Linked DNA regions of Pan troglodytes: region 2 is linked to region 1. The links are chromatin contacts, called in public Hi-C maps. All regions are on one chromosome and are shown on one strand. The core of a region is the stretch at or near the end of the contact, and the rest is flanking DNA. Distances in the headings are between cores, read along the strand shown.

The links. A called contact is a pair of places that touch in the nucleus more often than the background predicts.
Region 2: a contact with region 1 is called in a Hi-C map of induced pluripotent stem cells, with 2.5 times the contacts expected there. The contact joins two enhancer-like sites. A contact is called at or near these places in 2 of 7 Hi-C or Micro-C datasets (both in induced pluripotent stem cells).

The regions. Positions count from the first base shown.
Region 1 is chr17:61,174,755-61,180,131 of NHGRI_mPanTro3-v2.0_pri, forward strand. No RefSeq gene overlaps it. Among named protein-coding and RNA genes, the nearest start is that of MEX3C, 73 kb to the right of the region's middle. Within about 2 kb of position 2,272, at least 1 of the 24 cell types and tissues checked has an H3K27ac peak or open chromatin away from gene starts, as enhancers often do. A contact at or near this core is called in induced pluripotent stem cells, where this site is marked.
Region 2 is chr17:61,320,243-61,325,619 of NHGRI_mPanTro3-v2.0_pri, forward strand. No RefSeq gene overlaps it. Among named protein-coding and RNA genes, the nearest start is that of MEX3C, 72 kb to the left of the region's middle. Within about 2 kb of position 2,644, at least 2 of the 24 cell types and tissues checked have an H3K27ac peak or open chromatin away from gene starts, as enhancers often do. A contact at or near this core is called in induced pluripotent stem cells, where this site is marked.

The DNA of each region.
Region 1 (5,377 bases), core at 1,022-3,521:
CACCCAGAATCCGCAGGTGGGGGAGTCTGCCTCCCCAGGACAGAGGCCCCACCTGACCCTGCGGGCCTCAGGCCTCCTGGACCCCGTCCCCTTCAGGGGCCTAGGGGACAGCAGTCCCCGTTGCTCAGGGAGCACCTCCCAGAGAATCGCTGGGAAAGTTGTTCCTCAGTCCTCACCCCGCACCCAGGCTCAGCTCCCCAACAGCCCCTGTTACTGAAAGGCTGGGGGAGCCCCCAGCATCAGGAGCCAAAGGGGAAATTCTAGAGCCAGGCCCAGGAGAAACAAAAATAATTAAAGGCAACAACAGCTCACACCTAGCACTAACCTGTGCCAGGCACTATTCTAAGTACTTTACATGTCATTACTCATTTAATTCTCAGAGTCTTTGGGGGGATATTATCACTGTTTTACAACTGAGAAAAGTGAGGTACACGGATCTTAAGTCTCTCTGGGTTTCAGTTTCCTAAAAATTCAACGGTTTTGAAAGGGAAGTGCCCTAGAAGTCTGCATGTGAATGGGATCAAAGGACCTGTGACTCAGGAGGGAGGCTCTCCACCCCTCAACATGTTAAGGATACATCATTATGGGAACGGGAAGGAATTTCATGGTGAGAGTCAAAGTGCAGGGGGCTTGCCAGGAGAATGTATTTTTGGACATGCTGGGGGACAAGAACGTTAGAAAAATGGCATCTAATGAACTGGAGTGCAGTGGTGCGATCACAGCTTACTGCAGCCTCAACCTCCTGGTCTTGTGCAAGCCTCCCGCCTCGGCCTGCTGGTGGTCTTGATGGTGGGGAAGGAAAACTACATGCGATTGAGGGGAGGATGAAAAGAACACCCATCACAGGACTATTCACAAATGGGAGACAGATGCAACCCCGACACCTGGGTCTTCAAGTCGTTCTGCCCCAGCATCATTCCAGAGTCTAGCCCCGCCCTCCCGGTGCTGTCTTGTCCCAAGGCCCTGCTGCCTGGCCTTTGGGAACACTGTAAGGTGCCACTGCTCGCCCTTGCCGTGGTCCTCTGCCTGACCTGTTCCCCAGCATGAACCTCCCCTACCATATGCCCAGTTTGGAATTCCATGAGGGGGAATGTGGGAGGGAACTTAGAAGAAACTGTTTTAAATAACAAGCTAACACTCTCGAGGACAGTCTAAAAAGGCTTTCTTTAATGATTAAGCCTGGGAGAGTTAAGACTGAAGGAAGGACTGGAAGAAGGAAAATGAGGATTTGGATGAGACTACAGGTGAATTTCCCGCAGATGGAAGCGCTGGAGAGGGACGCCGAGCAGCTCTGCAGCGCCCATCGGCAGGATCACCAGGCAGGCTGGGCCTCCATCCATGGGTGCCTCTGGCTCCCTATCTGTGCAACCGGACGGCCATCACCCCTCACAGAGTTGTTATGAGGCTCCAAGGAATCCCTGTGTATGAATCTCAGCACAGTGCCCGACTTGTAGTAAGTGCTCTATTTTAGTATTATTTTTACTTTGAAACAAAAACTTGCAGAAAATTGGGGAAAAGAACAGGGGAGAGCCCATGGGAACATCCAGCCTGAATGCTTCCCTTTAAGGTGAGGAGACAGTGCAGAGAGCTACTCTCCCAACCGGCACCTGAGTGGACGCTCCCCCCAGGGCCTCCTGCCCGCAACAGCCCAGTCCTTTCTTTGCCGGTGAGGCACAGTCAGGACGGTCCCACAGCACTCCTGGGGGCTGAGTCTGACCACAGCGCAGCGCCTGGGTAGTCCACACAGACCGTCTGCACCCCAGTCAGGGTGCTAGGGATAGACAATCCAACTCAAAATAGTTTAAGCCTACTCCCCCGCCCAAAAAATGTACTTATTCATGTAGCTAAGGCATCTGGGATTGGTAGAAACTGAAATGACTCCATTAGGACACTGTCTCTTCTGTGTTCTTTCCTTCCCTTCATTCCTTTTCCTTCCTTTCCCTCCATCTCTCCCTCCCTCCCTCCCCTCTCTTTTCTTTCTTGACGGGGTCTCACTCTGTCACCCAGGCTAGAGTGCAGTGGCACAATCATGGCTCACTGCAGCCTTGAAGTCCTGGGCTCAAGCGATCCTCCTGAAACGGGAAAGGTTCTCCTGTCCCCCTCGCAGGGTGTGCGACCTGTGGAGTGGCTCGGTTCTCCAGTGCCTCGCTGCTCAAATCTTTAGGGGAGCATACAGACGGGCAGGCTGTGGGGCTCCAACCCCACTGCAGTGTCTAGGGGTGAATGTTTACAGCTCCTGAAGTCCCAGTGGACGTGTGTTACAGGGTCTTTTAGTTTGCCCTCTACAGGCGGTTTGTGTTAAACAGCTCAATTAGACCCTCTACCTTGTCCCAAGGACAGAGGGTTTTCTGTATCCCGGGTTCTTGCCTTGGTGTACTGGAAGATTCAGATCACAGGTGAGCTTGGAGAATAAGTGCAAAGTTTTACTGAGTAGAAGTAGCTTTCAGCCAATGGGGGAGCCAGAAGGGAGATGGTTTTCCCCTGGAGTTTGGCTGCTCAGTGGCCCCAGCTCCCTTCCAACGGCCCCATCCAAACTCCGCATCATTCTGCTGATTCATGGCCGGTCTGCCTGCCTTCCTGCCGGGTGGTGGGCTCTCGGGTCTCAAAGACCAGCTGCTTGTCTTTTTCCTCCAATGTATTCCTCCCGACTTCCAGCCGCTTCTGTGTCTGCCCTCTAGGGGGTCATGGGTTTTTATAGGCCCAAGATGTGGGCGTGGCAGGCCAGGGTAGTCTTGGGGAATGCAACATTTGGGCAGAAAAATGCCTGTCCTTACCTAGGTCCGTGGGGGTGGAGCCCTAGCCAGGGACCACAACTCTCCTCTACCCAGCACTTCCTTTCCCCTTTTCCATATCATTTAAAGCGGCCACGCTCTTCCCTTTCCAGCATTTCAGTGTCACTCCCACCTCAGCCTCCTGAGTAGCTGGGACCACAGGCATGTACACCACACCCGGCTAAATTTATTTTACTTTTTTGTAGAGATGGGGATCTCACCATGTTGTCCAGGCTGGTCTTGAACTCCTGGGCTCAAGGGATCCTCCCACCTCAGCCTCCCAAAGTGCTGAGATCCTCTAGGTTTCTTTGGGTTCATTCTCAGCATTCTTTGGGTTCATTCTCTTCATGTGGGGTAAGGTGGCCACCAGCAACTACAGGCTCACATGGTCCTCGTGTTTTAAAATGCAGGTTTTCTGGCTGGGCACGGTGGCTCACGCCTGTAATCCCAGCACTTTGGGAGGCTGAGGCTGGTGGATCACAAGGTCAAGAGATGGAGACCATCCTGGCCAACATGGTGAAACCCCGTCACTACTGAAAATACAAAAATTAGCTGGGCATGGTGGCGCATGCCTGTAGCCTGTAGTCCCAGCTACTCGGGAGGCTGAGGCAGGAAAATCACTTGAACCTGACAGGCAGGGCTTGCAGGGTTTGGTGGAGCGCCGCAGAGCTTGGAGTGTTGAGGTCGCGCCACTGCACTTCCAGCTTGGAGACAGAAGGAGACTCCATCTCAAAAATAAACAAATAAATAAATATAAATAAAAAAATAAAATAAAATGCAGGTTTTATTATTAGTATCAGGTATGGTGAAGCCAACAGGTCAGGAGACAGCTGCCGTTGAAGAGATTGTTACCCACAGTTCCCAAGAGGAGGGGTCACACTGCACCACACAGGGCCACCCGGGGAAGCAGGAGTTGGTCAGGAGGCAGAGGATGTAAGGGGAAAATGTGGGCAAGAGCCGTCATTGTGGTTTTCATGGGAAAGAAGGGGCAAGGTAGGTAAGCAGGTTTAGCAGGTGTAGGATTGGCCAGCTTGAATAATTTCAGCAGGTTCTGGGATGTAGGGGCTGCCCTAATTGTCTGATGTCTGTGAAATGGGAGAGTTCCCTGACCCCTCTTGAGGATGTGTGACAGTGGTGTGGCTTGTGTGTTTGGTCACAGTACGCTGAAACCCCTATGGGAGGGGGAGCACGCAGACAGGCAGGCTCAGGAGCATGTGTTACAGTGTGCTCTTTTAGCTTTGCCCTCCATAGATGGCTTAAGTGTTAACCAGTTCAGTGGACCCTCTGCTTTTCACAAGGGCAGAGGGCCAGTGTCACAGGTTTCTATATCCCAAGCTCTTGTCCATTGTCCTGGAAGAATCAGGTCACACATGAACTTGAAGGGTGGTGAATGCAGGGGTTTTATTGGATGGTGGAGGTGGCTCTTAGCAGGATGAATGGGGAGCTAGAAAGGGAATGGAGTGGGAAAATGATCTCCTGGATTTTGGTCATCCAGCAGCCAAACTCCTCTCTAACCGCCCCCAACTGAACTCCTCTTGGCGTTCAGACGCTCCTTTTCTCCTCTCTGTCACACCCTTCTGCCGTTCTTCTGTTCTTCTGTTCGTCTTCTCATCTCCTTTTGGAGCCTAGGATCTGGGGTTTATATGGGTACAGGATAGTGGGGTATGGCGGGCCACAAAGACAAATTTTTGGGTGTGAAAACAGGAATGCCTGTTTCCATTTAGGGCCACAGGTATCCAGGCTTCAGGGTGGGGCCTTTGCTGGGGGACTGCCCTCTTCTACCCAGTATTTCCCTGTCTCCTGTCTGTATCATCTGGGCCTGGGTGAGCAGGGCAGGTCAGTAGTGCCCCAAGTGTGAGAGCCCAATAAAGGAGGCTGCTGGGGAGTACAGGGTCTGGACTGGTTCATGTGCATGTGAAAGGCACACCAGCAGGAGAATCTTTTGCTATTTCTAGGAATTAGCTATCCCTGGGAGGGCAGTCTCTTCAAGGTCAGCAAGGCTCCAGATGTCAAAGTATCAAAAATATAGAAAACAGGAAGTCATACTTAACACACTTCACAATTAGCCACCTCAGTTAAGAATTTGACTCTCTTGGCTGGGGATAGTGGCTCACGCCTATAATCCCAGCACTTTGGGAGGCTGAGGGAGGAGGATTGCTTGAGGCCAGGAGTCCGAGATCAGCCTGGGCAACATAGCAAGGAGATCCCTTGTGTCTACAAAAAGTTTTTTAAAAAAATTAGCCTGATGTCTGCAATAGGCTACTTAGGCAAGCCCTCCATAAAAGTCAGAGGAGAGCTCAGTACAGAGCGAAGAGTGACATCAAATGAGGACTGTGGGAGCCAGATTTGAAGACCCAATAAAAATACTCAACTTTTTAAAAAAGATAGTGAAGTGGTCTTCATTGATTTTGATTTTCACCACCAAGCCAATCATGTGAAGGACAGAAGCTTTTGCCATGGGCCCCTCACATCAGGGAAAATGACCTTCACTGCTGTTAACAGTAATGTGTCCCTTTCATTTTCTGGGTCAAGCCTTCTCAGCGGTGGGTCCGGATGTGGGTAAACTAAGATAAAGGGGATGATATTCCACAAACTATGCACACAGA
Region 2 (5,377 bases), core at 1,394-3,893, 150 kb after region 1:
GGGCTGGGGAAAGGTGGGGATGATTAATGGGTAAAAAAAAAAAAAATAGAAAGAATGAATAAGACATACTATTTGATAGCACAACGATGTGACTACAGTTAATAATAACTTAACTGTACATTTAAAAATAACTAGAAGAGTGTATTTGGATTGTTTGTAACTTAAAGGATGAATGCTTGGGAGAATGGATACCCATTCTCCATGACGTGCTTATTTCACATTGCATGCCTATATCAAAACTCTCATGTACCCCATAAATATATGTGCCTACTATGTGCCCACAAAAATCAAAAATTGAGAGGTCAGGCGCAGTGGCTCATGCCTGTAATCACAGCACTTTGGGAGGCCCATGCAGGTGGATCACTTGAGGTCAGGAGTTCAAGACCAGCCTGGCCAACATGGCGAAACCCCATCTCTACTAAAAATACAAAAATTAGCCAGGCCTGGTGGTGCATGCCTGTAGTTCCAGCTACTTGGGAGGCTGAGGCATGAAAATCGCCTGAACCAGGGAGGCGAAGGTTGCAGTGAGCCAAGATTGCACCACTGCACTCCAGCCTGGGCAATGGAGTGAGACTCTATTTCAAAAAATTAAAAAGAATTAAAAAGCCAAAACTAAACCAAAACAACAACAGCAATGAAACAAAATTCTTCAATGTGTTCCACCTTCACCTGTAGAAAAAGAAGTAATCTAACATCTATGTTATGTTCCAGACATTATATTAAATGCTTTGCATGAATTAACTTATCTGATTTTTTCAATAACCTTGTGATGTAAATGCTATTTTTGTTTAGCGTCTCTATCCTACAGACGAGGAAAGCAAGACAAAGAGAAGTTAAATAATTTCTCACAGCTAATAAGAGGAAGAGCGAGGCCTTGCACCAAGGAAATCTGAAATCAGAGTCTGTGCTGTCAACCACTTCATTATCCTGCCTCCAAACTTCTTGCACCACTGACAAGGTCCTCCACTGCTAACTGGGGGTACTGTAAGCACAAAGACAGTGAGATGGGAAAATGCATGGCGCGTTTGAGGAACAGTCATGAGGCCCAATTAAGCTAGAATGGAGCTGTCAACCTAAAAAAAGACATGAGAAAATTATCCCTAAATATGTTGAGTTTAATCAGGAATAAGAAATAAGGATTATAATTCAGAATGCATGGAATGGCAAACCACCAGTGCATTGAGGGAGGGATAAGAGGAGCTTTTATTAGCAAAAAGAGATTTACATAAGCTGCTTAGAAACAGAGTTCATTGGTTCCTGAGGTTCAAAGCCAGAGTTGTCAGTTTATTGGTGGAGCTCCTGTTACTGGGCAAGTGTTCTTCAGAGAACATCTTATCTGAATTACTGCAGTCCTTCAGAGTGTCTAGTGATAAACTTTATCAAACCAGGAGATGCATAAAGGATGTGAAAGGGTTTCTTATGGGGTTTTTAGAAAGTCCTTGGAAAGAGTTCTTATCTCAGATGTGTAAACGGGAGTCTTCTCTCCTTCATACCTTCTCTTCCTGGCCCTATTTTGCCTGGGTCTGACAAAAGCAATTTCATCCTGGTATCTGCATCTTTCACAGAGCCAACAAAGGGAAAAAACATAGTTACTTTATGACAGAGAAATAGGCAGGGGGAAGATCATAGGGGCTTGCTGACCAGGGTAAAGAGTTTGGAGTTTATTTAATGTGGGATGGAAAATCCTTGGAGGGTTGAAAACAGAAGAGTGATAAAATTTGTTATAGCTTTTTTTTTTTTAAGTAAAAAAATTTTTAAAAAAATCTTTTTTTTTTGTAGAGTTGGGAGACTCAGTATGTTGTCCAGGCTGGTCTTGAACTCCTGGCCTTCAGTGATCATCCTTCCACCATGTGAGCCACTGTGCCCGGCCATTTGACAGTTTTTTTTTTTTTTTTTCCTTGAAGCAGAGTCTTCCTCGGTTGCCCAGGCTGGAGTATAGTGGCGTGATCTCTGCTCACTGGAACCTCTGCCTCCTGGGTTCAAGTGATTCTTCTCCCTCAGCCTCCTGAGTAACTGAGATTACAGGCACCTGCCACTACTCCTGGCTAATTTTTGTATTTTTAGTAGAGATGGGGATTCACCGTGTTGCCCAGGGTGGTCTCCAACTCTTGACCTCAAATGCTCTGCCTGCTTCAGCCTCCCAAAGTGCTGGGATTACAGGCATGAGCCACCACACTCAGCTCATTTGATATAGTTTTTAAAAGTTCCTCTGGCTAGCTGGGCGTGGTGGCTCACGCCTGTAATCCCAGCACTTTGGGAGGCCAAGGCGGGCGGATCATGAGGTCAGGAGTTCGAGTGTGCGGCACTGGGCCATTTCCTTCTTCTTGGTCCATTTGCCATTCCTTCCATTGTCTGCCCAGTGAACACCTATTACCTTTTAAAACATAGTCACAGCCTCCTGTCTGAGGCTTTTTCCAACTCATCACCCTCAATAAAATTATCTCGTTCTTCTTTGCACCCCCACAGAACCCACCCTGAATATTTTATTTGACCCCTGTGGATTAATACAAAAGTATATTTGGTTTTTGTCCCCAGTTCCTGGCATGGAGCCACTAAAACCCTTGGCATTTTCTGAGTGAGGGGAGTGTCTTTTGTTATTCATAACAAACCCCTTTCCATCACACCTGAGTTTATGCTAAGGAGGTAACTTACAGTGGGACCCCTAGGTAGCCTCAGGATGGGGCTGGTCACCAGAAAGAGCAAGTGATTAGAGGGTTGGAACTTTCAGCCTCACCTACCGACTTTGGGAAGGGAAGAGGTGAGTGCTGGAGATTGAGCTCTATAGACACTACTGAACAATCCAGAGAGCTTCTGGGTGGCGGACTCACCAAGGTGCTGGGAGGGTGGCGCACCTGAAGAGGGCATGGAAGTTCTGTGCATCACCCCTGCCGCCCCCTTCCTATCCTGCTCTATGCATCTCCTCCATTTGGCTGTTCCTGAGTTGTATCTTGGTAAAAGTAAGCAAATTGCTTTCCTGAGTTCTGCCCACTGTTCTGGCACATTATTAAATGGGCTTATGGGAACCTGGAACTTTGTTGCCGAGTTGGACAGAAGTGTGGGTAACCTGGAAACCCAATACTTGCAATTGGCACCTGAGGTGGGGACAGTGTTGTGGATCTCAGCCCTTAAACCTGTGGAGTCCGGGTAGTTAATGTCAGCATTGAATTGAGTTGAGTTGTAGGCCACCTAGTTTGTGTTGGAGAATTGACTGTTAGTATGGAAAATCCTCATATTTGTTTCTGACACCAAAGTATTGCAGAAAAAAAAAAAAACCTTTAACCACTAACTTATTTTTTTGTGTTTCTGCCTTCCTTTTAATAACCATAAGCTCCTACGGAAATAGGAAAAAAAAAAAGACCATACCACTGTTATTCCTGCATGCTATCTCAGAGCTGTCTGGTATATTGGACGCATTCAGTAAATATTTACTGGTAACTGAAAGAGCTAACTAATTCATATCTGAAGTTCATTTGGGTTGGTGGACCTTGTGTTGACGGTTTCAGTTTCTCACTCCTTGTTCTTTTATGATGCAATGTTCCTGAAATTTGAGAATTAACAATTTTCTAATCTTTATGAGCTTTAACTTAGTTGTGATACGGTGTAATATTTTACATTTAAGGTCTATATTTATCTATCCTGCAGCATGCACTTAGCTTTCCTGATAAATAACTGAGTTAGCTCCTTAATTAAGTAGTCTTTTTCCTTTTTTCCCTTATATTGCCCAGCAACTGGTCTTGGTGTGGCTACAGTTTCTCTTATTGAGTCTGGGTGGAGACAAGATGGGACTTCAAAAATCCTGTGGCTTTTCTCCAAGTCAAAGCAATCCCATCAGGGTGAAGTTTTTGGGCAGCTGTCGGCTCAGCTGGGGCCAGGCTGGAGGCTTGAGCTACTGTCTGTTTTGCTGCATTCTTGGCTGAAGGCCAGGCTGAGTTTCTTCTGAACTTGGGTAGTGGCTTAGGCGAATCTGGCCTGTTCAGCAATTGTCAGGTTCCTTGGTTAGAAGAGTAGCAGCCTGTGGAGATTAGGGGGGAAACGTTCTCCACAACCTGGCCAATGGTGGGATGTTACAGTGGAAGCACATTTTTGACAGAATTCTGCCAGATATACAAGCATAAAAATAGTCACACATTGTGCTCCTTAAACTCAGGGGAGGCCCCTCTCACTGACTTCATCAAAGGGTTACTTAGAGGTGGATGCTATGATTTCTGATGACTTTGAAGTCAAGTCAATCCCAGAGCCTAAGATTGGCCATCCTGGCTATCGTAAATCATTGCAGCCACTTTGGATTAAAATGTTAACATGAGATATTGGTTGGAGTCCCTAAATTGTGGGGACAGATGCTTTCTCTAATGTTTTCTCCAACGGTATTAGATCCTGGGCTTGCCTGTTCCTTATACTTCATTCATGTAGGCATGGGAGGGTCTGCGTAAATTTTTCTCATTGTGATAAAATATACATAAAATTTACTATTTGAACCATTTTAAAGTATACAGTTTTGTGACATTAAGTACATTCATCATGTTGTGCAACCAGCACCACCATGCATTTCCATAACTTTTTTATTTTCCCAAACTGAAACTCTACATCCATTAGAAAATAACTCTCCTTTCTCCCTTACTCCCAGCCCCGGGAAACCACCATTCTACTTTTTGTCTCTATGAATTTGACTATTCCAACTACCTTGTATAAGTTGAATCATGTAATATTTGTCCCTTTGTGTCTGGTTTATTTAGCATTAATGTTTTCAAGGGGCCTGGATAATTTTTATGGCAACCTTATTCCTTGAACATCACTCATTTTGCCAGTGTCAATTATTTCGAACATCCTTCATGCTATTTTACAAACCTGTGGTGTGGACTTAAGTAACAATCAGTATTTGAGGGGCTGAGTAGCCACCGCTGGACTGTGAATTTTTGCTTGGGGTTCTTCATATGCTAACGAATCACCCTTGACACATTACATAGCTCATTCCAAAGTCTTTTAAAAGTAAATGACCACACTGACACTACGACATAGCCAAAATTCAGAAACTCCTGACAGAGGTAAAGTAATGAACATCATAAAGAAGGGGCTTACCACTGGATGTCAGGATCACATTTTGGTCCTGTGAGGCAGGGGGGTTTTAGAGATACCTAGAGTTTTGCACAAAACTCTCTCTCTCTCGTGTGTGTGTGTGTGTGTGTGTGTGTGTGTGTGTGTGTGTGTGTGTGTGTTGTTAGGGTAAGAGTTCAGGACTTTCATCAAATTCTAATGAGGTTCCTGATCTCCCTAAAAAAAGTTATGTCATATTGAAAAGGGAAATTCTATTTTCTATATAGTTTTGAATACAAAACAATAGAATAGAAATAGATAGCTATAAGTAGATAGAAAATAGAAA